Linked DNA regions of Columba livia: region 1 is linked to region 2. The links are chromatin contacts, called in public Hi-C maps. All regions are on one chromosome and are shown on one strand. The core of a region is the stretch at or near the end of the contact, and the rest is flanking DNA. Distances in the headings are between cores, read along the strand shown. Region 1 overlaps SH3PXD2B (SH3 and PX domains 2B). Region 2 holds the start of STK10 (serine/threonine kinase 10).

Region 1 (3,802 bases), core at 880-3,379, 100 kb after region 2:
CAGATGAGGAAAGCATACGCCGCTAACGAGGTTATGCCTGCAGCAGCCTCAGCAGCCCATCGTTATTCTATTAATTGAAGCCCTGGCCACGTGCGGTTGGGTGGGGGTGGCAGTGGCAGTAATGGATTGCTTCCCTCACACAGACTGACAGGGACTCCAGGCAGGCACCAGCCCCAATAAATCAGAGCAGGGAGAACTGGGCTAAAATAAGACTTAGGTCTGATGGGACCTGACTGTGCCAGCTTGTTTCCCGTGTGGGCTGATGGAAAGGTCCTGCTGAGAGCTGTCGTGCTCACAGCCATCAGCGGGTGAAAGATTTCTGTTTGGTCCAAAGCGCCAGAAGAGGATGCTGGAGAGAAGCATGTTTCCATCATTGCAACGGGGAGCAAATCTACTCCTTTCCCTTGTTTCCATAAATGAGAAGTGCAAACTCGTAGCCAGTGTCTTCCAGAAGCAAGTCTCTTCTCCTCCTGCTTCCCCATAGCTTTTTGTGCGCTTGCCTTTCTTTGTCGTTGGGCTGTGCCAGGAGCAGAAGTTTTCTTTGTCACCCTTGTGTGGTGTTTGGGGGGTAATAGGGACGTGAAGTTGTGGGCCAGATGACAGGGGATTTAATAGATAAAGGGGAGGCTCGCATTCCTGATGGAGTAGCTGCCCCTTCTAGGAAGCCATTCCAGGAGCTTTTGCTGGTAAACTAGAGATCCCTGAGTTGATGGATGTTGGTTTGGATAAGGACGCTTGTGGCTTTTGAGCCACGTCCTGCTATCCAGACAAATGGCAGCTTGTATAATGACTTGTTTGTTTTGCAGTTCTCCTCGTCCCTACATGCAGATGCACCAGGAGCCTGGGCCAGATCTCAGCTCCAAAGTAGTGATCTCCCTCCCTCTTGACTGATAGCTGTCTTTCCTGGGTGACAGCAGGTTAGAAGCATCACAGGGCTTGAAGCCAATCTCCAAAAATACACTTTGTGCCAGCGCAAGATCTTTACGTGGACAGTGTATTTGATTTTCTGCGCTAACGGGGAAGCTTTCTGAAACCAAAGGTTCAGCTTGGGCGACTCCCCAGTGGTGAAACACAGGGGTAGCACCGGCACTGCCGTGCGGGGGACAGGGGCTCCATTCAGCGCTCGGTGGAGCATTTGCGAACCATCAGTTCTCCCAAACAAGAACTCTGTTGTACCCCAGTTCTCAGTATGTCTCATCTGCATAAACTTTGCTAAAACCTCTAACATCTCCAAGCTCGCTGAATACTTAGAAGATAAACTACCTCCTCATAGCTATTTTGAAGGCATTACTGTATTACAGAAGGATATTTTTTTACAAGAGCAAAGTTTTTTTGTGTGGGAGGTGTTTTCTTGGAATGGTGACCTCAGATCCATCTCATCTTGTGTGTTGATTGTGGCTCCTGTGTGGCTGGCTCTGCAGCTGCTGGACTTGTCTTCCTTTTGCTGGTGCTTCACTGTCCCTCTCTTGCTTCATGTAAGTCCATTAAGACTTTCAGTGTCCACAGTATCCTACAGTGAGGAGTTCAACAGCTCACCTACATGTTGCTGAAGAACAGCCAGTCTCTGTTTGTTCTCTTAGCTTTGCCTCAAGCCCTTGTCACAGGCTTGTTCTCCCATCTCCTTCCCATCACTGCATCCAGAGGGATGCTGTCTGATACACTAGAGAAGATGCTTGAGAAACCTGATTCTCTTTTCCTAAAAGAAAAAGTTCCGTGGGGAGTGTTAATTAGTGCTAGGAGTTCTCCATGTGTAAGAGTTTCCTTTCAGGATTGCACTGGGTTATTGAAGGATGGTGAACTGAGGCCGCTGCACCTTGAGACTGTGCTCTAAGTGACACTCTGGTCACACAGGAGCTTTTATCTTCAGTGTTGCTGACCAGGAGCTGGGAAAGTCCTGAGAAGCAGCTGGAGAACGGGTCCTGGGTTTTACCGCCTGGGAAGCTTTGTGGGGCTGGTTGGCGGCACGCAGTCACAGCTGTGGATCGGTGCTTTGTAACTGTGCTGTGACTGCCTGGTTCATGTGCACGGCCTGGCCGTTGCAGAGGTGGGAGCTAAATGAGTTTCACAGTGGAAGGCAGAGTGGCCTTTTCTTCTTCTCCTCCTCTGGAGCCACCGGTTTCCAGGAGGCTGTGCATGCAGGCTCTGCTGCGTGCTTTTCTCTGCTCCATGGGGAATGGAGGAGGAGGAGATGCTGCCGGGAGTTTATTGCTGTTTCCTGTCTTGTCTGAGCTCTCGTCCCCTCTGAGGCAGTGGGCTGGTGCAGCTGGTCTTCAGACCTGCAGCTCTTTGTGTCTGTGCCAGCAGCAAAGTGAAATTGCAGGTCTTTCCTTGCCCCCTCACTCAGACCGAGGAGCGGTGAAAGGAAACAGGAGGATGAGTTACAGTAATGGGTTTAGCAGATGGCAGGGGGAAAAGAACAGTTATTTCCATCAGCACCCTCCTGTCAGCACGAGGGTGCCATGCCCAGCTTGCTCATCTGGCCTTGCTTCACCTCACTTCCCCACCGCACCGCTGAGCGGGGGTAAATTGGATGGGGCATATTGATAAATTCTGATTTAGCTCAGCTGTGCAGTCTCTGCTTAGAAATGTCTTTGGGTTGTTCTGTCTAGTAGATTCCTTCATTGTTCTCTGCATCTGGGAGATGGTGTTCAGGTCTTTGCACAGTGCTGTGGTTTCTGAACTTAACAGATAGTCCCCAGTTTCTAGATAACAATGTCCCATTTGTTTCTAGTCCATCTTTCTTGCATTTTATTTAATTTTATTGATAACTGCGTGGATGAGTACCACAGGTTTAAGGTGCAAAGAGAGGGAGGCACCAGGAGGTTCAGGCATTAGGAACAGAATGTGTTGCCAGGGTGGTGGGCAGAGTCACCCATCGCTCCAGGGGAATACAATGTCTGCAGTCATTATGGTCTGAAAACACAGATAAGCTTGAAAGAGAACAAAGAGCAGCCCAGCTCTGGCTGGCTTTCTTGCCGAGCATGGAGGGATTTCTTTACTTGGCCTGAAAACAAAGCTGGGAGAGGGGAAAGGGAAAGGTTGTTTTGCCAGTGGACTTGATAAGCAGATGAAGGGGCTCCTGAGGTCCATCTGGGCTGATCCAAGTAGCAGCCAGCAGCTCTGCAGCCTCAGGAAAGTCCCCTTACCGTGAGGTGAATGTTTTGCTCCTTGGAAGCTCCAGAGCCTGCTTTGTGCTTGTTATTCTTGCTGGAGGTGACAAGGATCAATGCGTATCTTCTGGCACCAGAATATTTCATCTTGGCCAGTTGGTCTTGATCTGTCATGTGTGTGAGCATGAGGAGCGGGCAAAGCTCCTCGGGAAGTGACCATGGCACAGGTTTCCACCACCCTGTGCTGCAGCAGCGTTGCAAGGCCACAGTGGAGCATTACGTTAAAGTGTTGAGAGCCCTTTTGCGACAACATGGGCCGCTGTGGTTGGGCTGGGAATGGGTTTGGTGCATTTGTTTGGTTTTCAGGCCATTTGGTTGTCTTGGTTTGTTACCCATGATTTTTTGAAGCTTGTCTTGGCCGTATTTTCTTTGGTTTGGTGCTTGGTTTTGGATCATGAAATGCCCCACATTTCATTGTGCCTGAAGAAGGTTGGGTTTATGCCGTGGGTTTGAGGCTGTTCAGCCACCCTATTTCTTGGGAAAATTCATGTAAGAGAAGGGACCCAGGACCTGTGTTTTCTAACCCATCTCATCAGCAGTGTGGCCAGTGCTGGCCATAGTGGGAGGACTTTGGCTGGAGCTACCTCATTGCCTCCTTGTAACCACCAATAGCTCCTGCTTGCTCTGTGCTG
Region 2 (4,370 bases), core at 1,203-3,702:
GGACACAATATTCCAGATTTCAGCTGCGTTTTGTTTGGCTGTGGAAGATCAGCAAAGCAGAGTCAGCGCCATGGCCACGGCCCCTCACAGGAGGAAAACTCTGCACTAGAACCAGACACGACCTCCATCCCACGACTTCAATGCCTTTTCCACATTTTCAAGCAATCCCCTCAGACGTGGAGGCAAAGGCTCCCCTTCCACTCAGCATTAAAGGATAATATGTACTTAAACCGAGCAACAGAAATTATTACAATGCTAAAGAGCATTAAGTCTGATTAAAATGTGCAAGATAGCATAGACTTAAGGACTTATTTTAGATTGTAATGCCAATCTCAACCTCAGACGCGTGGTACCCAAAGTCTGTTGGTCCGTGCTGTGCAGGTCCCACGTAGCAGCCCCTGCAGGGCTTTGGTGTTTCCAGCTTCCAGGACCTGACCGTGTCCCGTGTGACACTCCTGGGAGCTACAGCTCAGAGGTGGCGGCTTCTGAATGCCCAAGCTCTTGTCCAAGTCAGTTGTTTGAAAGCTGAATCGCTCTTATATTGATATAAAGTGTTTATCATCCATTTAGCACAATAAAAATGCTGCCACTAATAAGAATGATAACTTAAAAATCAATAGCTAAACCCTGGAAAAACTGAGATTAAAAAGATGAAATTCCACCAGTAGTTGCTCTGATTCTGCTCTGTTCTTACTCCAGTATTGACAGATCTACGCAGGGTATCAGATCAGCTCCAAAACCCACGAAGTTAGGTGAAAAAAAGAGTGCTCAGTTATTTTCAGCTTCTTTCTGTCTCTGGGATATACTTGGGTTGCATTTTCAGCTTGTTTTTCCTACAACTCAGTGGGGCGAAGGGAAGAAGCAGGGGAACATGTAACTTTCTTCAAAAAAGGCAGCTGAAATTCATGTACAACCACAAATCGAACAGAGTTTTGCATAGTATTTCAAGCATTAGTATCGGGAAATTCCCAATAGAAATGTGTAGGCTGATCATATCAGCATAAAACCACTTTTTTCTTAATGGCAAAGACAAGAAGAGGCGACGACCAGCCCCGGTGCTCTGGGGTCTGCTATACCAGGGAATTAATGAGAGATCACCAAGCCCAGATGTTCTCAAAAGCAAAAGCCTGTGCTGAGTTTCGCCTGCATCACACATCGGATGGAGTGAGCCAATTCATCTGTGCCCTCGGCTTCATTAACTGTACGTGTTAACGGGGCAAAATCCACGCACGGGTGTGAGCAGTGGTGGCATCACTGATGTCTGCCCGGACAACCGTTTACCACTAAGTCCGGTGTTAACACCAGAGATATTGTCAAGCACGGCTGCACCGTCGGGTGTTTCCCCTAGATGTCCCCATTTAATACTTGATTTCAAGTTGGTTTTTCAGAGGATCTGAAGTTGTGCCAGGGACGAGGATGCGGAACCTTCACACTTGACACCAGTTGGGTCACATCTTCTCTAAACCAAATTCATGGCGGGTGCCCGTGGTGCTAATACACTCGAATTCCTGCTACTGGGAGTTTTTCAAATGTTTGTGTTTGGCTATTTTCGCATGAGATGAACTGGGGGAAGAAGGAAATGTCCCTCAGTTGCCAAGGGAGTTGAGGGTTGTGTTTTTACATGTGGAGATGTGTTTCTTTGCTCGGCCCCCAGCAGCGCAGCTGTACAGATGCTGTTCACTCACCACGCTCCATACACTGGGCTGAGCGGGCAGGAACATGACAGCAGCTGCTGAGGAGTTTCAGACCTTTCCTACCAGGTCTCCAGTGTTATTTGTATTTGGCATTATCCCCGGATGGTCTGGCCTCTTTCTTGCTGTGCTGGGGGCACGGGTGATGGGGAGGAAAGTGACTCATCATAAGAAAAAGATGAGGTACTAGAGAGAGCGCAGAGATGACAAAGCTGGTGAGGAGTCTGGAGCACAAGTGTGATGGGAGCGGCTGAGGGACCTGGGGGGTTCAGCTGGAGAACAGGAGCTGAGGGGAGACCTTCTGATCTCTGAACTGCCTGAAGGGAGGTTGGAGCATGGAGGGGGTTGGTCTCTTCCCTCAAGTAGCAAGTAATAGGACAAGAGGAAATGGCTTCAAGTGGCACCAGCGGATGTTCAGATTCTTCACCAGACAGGGCTGTCACACATTGGAACAGGCTGCCCAGAGCAGTGTCACCATCCCTGGAGGGGTTTAAAAGGCGTTTAGACGAGGTTCTCAGGAACATGGTTTAGTGCCAGAGTGACGTTATGGTTGGACTCGATGATCTTGAGGGTCTCTTCCAACTGAAATGATTCTATGACTCTATGACTCCCCGCCAGGGACATGACTTGCCAGCGGGGCCGAACTGAGCCGGGCCGTGCCAGACCACGCCGAGCCGAGCCGAGCCGAGCCGAGCCGTGCCCACCCGTGCCCACCCGCGCCGGGGGGCGGGCGGAGCGCGGCCGGCGGCCAATGGCGCGGGGCGGGGGCCAGGCCGGCAGGTGGAGCGGCGCCGGCTCCATGTGCGCGGCTGGAGGCGACCCCGCTCCCGCCCCGCCGCTCCCCGGGCGCAGCGGCTCCGTCCTCCCCCGGGGCCGGGCGCGGGAGGCGGCTCCGCTCGCTCCCCAGCCGCCGCCGGGCAGCCCCGCACCGCTCCGCAATGGCTTTCGCTAATTTCCGCCGCATCCTGCGCCTCTCCACCTTCGAGAAGCGGCGGTCCAAGGAGTACGAGCACGTCCGCCGGGATCTGGACCCCGGCGAGGTGTGGGAGGTGGTGGGGGAGCTGGGAGACGGCGCCTTCGGCAAAGTCTACAAGGTGGGTCCGAGCTGGGGAGGGGGGCGAAGCACCTGCGGCCCCGCGGGGGTGGCGGTGCCTCCTCCCGCGGGCCGGGGGCCCGTTGGCAGCGGCGGGATCCCCGCTCGCTGAGCAAACCGGGCAGCGGGGAGTAAAACCCATGTGGGACCCGGGGCCGGCTCCGCGCATCCCGCACGCTGGGACGGCGGGGGGCAAAGGCAGCGAGTCGTCCGGGGGTGCGGGAGGGCAACGCTTAGCTTGGGGCAGGCGAAAGGCGAGAGACAACCTTTCCTTTTCGTTTCTTTTTCCGCTTTTCCCCTTATATCGCCTGTTTTCAGAGCGATGCTTTTGTAAGGCGACGAGGTGTTCCTTGCCAAGCTTGTCGGTGCAATGAATGGAGGGAGATTTCTTGGAAGTCAGCAGTCTCGGGGCTGCCTCCAAGTTTTGCGAGCCTCCGGGGGTGACATTATTTGTATTCCTGTGGTCCTCGCCGGCAGGAAACTCAGAGCGAGAAGAGGAGCCCATCTCCTTGAGAGTGGGGACACGTCCAGCGCTATTAATGTTTAACTTGATGTTAGAGGATGGAGGTTTTAAACGCCAAAGACTCGCTGTACTTTGCACTCTGAAGCAACGGCGTTCTCGTTGATACTGTCTCCGAAACACTGCGGTGCAGCAGCTGGTGGAGGAGACTTGTGTTTGGGGCTGGCTGGAGGAGCAGGTTGGGGGTGCAGCCCCTCTGGGACACCCCCATCACCTGCATCATTGAGGACTGGGGCTGTGAATTAGCTGTTGGGCAGCTGGTTTTTGATGGTCTCATTTAAGAAGGCATTGCCTCTTCAGAATTAAGACATAAGTAGTAACTAAAGAGAAGGCCAGGAAGGGAGCTGGTTGGTTGCGGGTCAGGACAGAGGTGTTTTACCACGGTGTCCTGGGGTTTGTTGTATTTACTTGTCTCTATCATGTTATTTGATAGAAAATCTCTAAGAAACTGGCCATAAGTATCCCTGAAGTGGAACTCTGTGGCGAAGGATCCTACCACCTAATAAAATGCAATTCCTAAGGATCGTATTTAAATCCCTAATACATTTATCCTTCCAAAAGTAGCACCAGTGGTGATCAGTGCTTCTGTTACCAGTTTACTTGGTGGTGTGCATTGGAAACCCATTCGTGTGTAGCAACGTTCACTCTTCTGCTCGATAGTTATTTGCTTATATTTGCTTAAGTTTCCCATGCAATGACAGGAACGAAGTAAACATTGTAAAATAAGTTAATAGGCTTCTGAGACAAATAAAAACTTAGAAAGGATTGAAATCAGTTATTCTTTTATTTTAGACATGTATAATGTATGCAAAGCAGGCAACTTTCAGAATAAAGCTACTTTATAAGTGGCTGGTTTGGTTTTTATGTCTGTTATCATACCTGAATGCCTCTGCTATTAACTCCAGCCTCACACCAATAACAAAATTATCAGAGTAACTCTAAGTACTGTGGGCTAAGGATGTCAAGGAATAACATCTTCCTATCGCCAACTACCTCCATCTTCTTTGATCCCAAAGACAATGTGCGTTATAGTAAACGACACAGCGAGGGCTATGTGTTTATAAAC

Evidence for each region. Hi-C and Micro-C count contacts between places; a contact is called where the count stands out from the background.
Region 1: a Hi-C map of liver shows a contact between it and region 2, with 3 times the contacts expected there. The contact joins the enhancer-like site here to the promoter of STK10 in region 2. A contact is called at or near these places in 2 of 2 Hi-C or Micro-C datasets (crop and liver).

What each region holds. Positions count from the first base shown.
Region 1 is chr14:2,492,457-2,496,258 of bColLiv1.pat.W.v2, forward strand. All of the region lies in intron 5 of SH3PXD2B (SH3 and PX domains 2B), which reads left to right. Among named protein-coding and RNA genes, the nearest start is that of SH3PXD2B, 52 kb to the left of the region's middle. Within about 2 kb of position 2,130, at least 1 of the 3 cell types and tissues checked has an H3K27ac peak away from gene starts, as active enhancers do.
Region 2 is chr14:2,390,603-2,394,972 of bColLiv1.pat.W.v2, forward strand. It overlaps STK10 (serine/threonine kinase 10), which reads left to right and starts at 2,453. Exons shown (of 19, transcript XM_065029509.1): 1 at 2,453-2,785. The coding sequence starts at 2,630.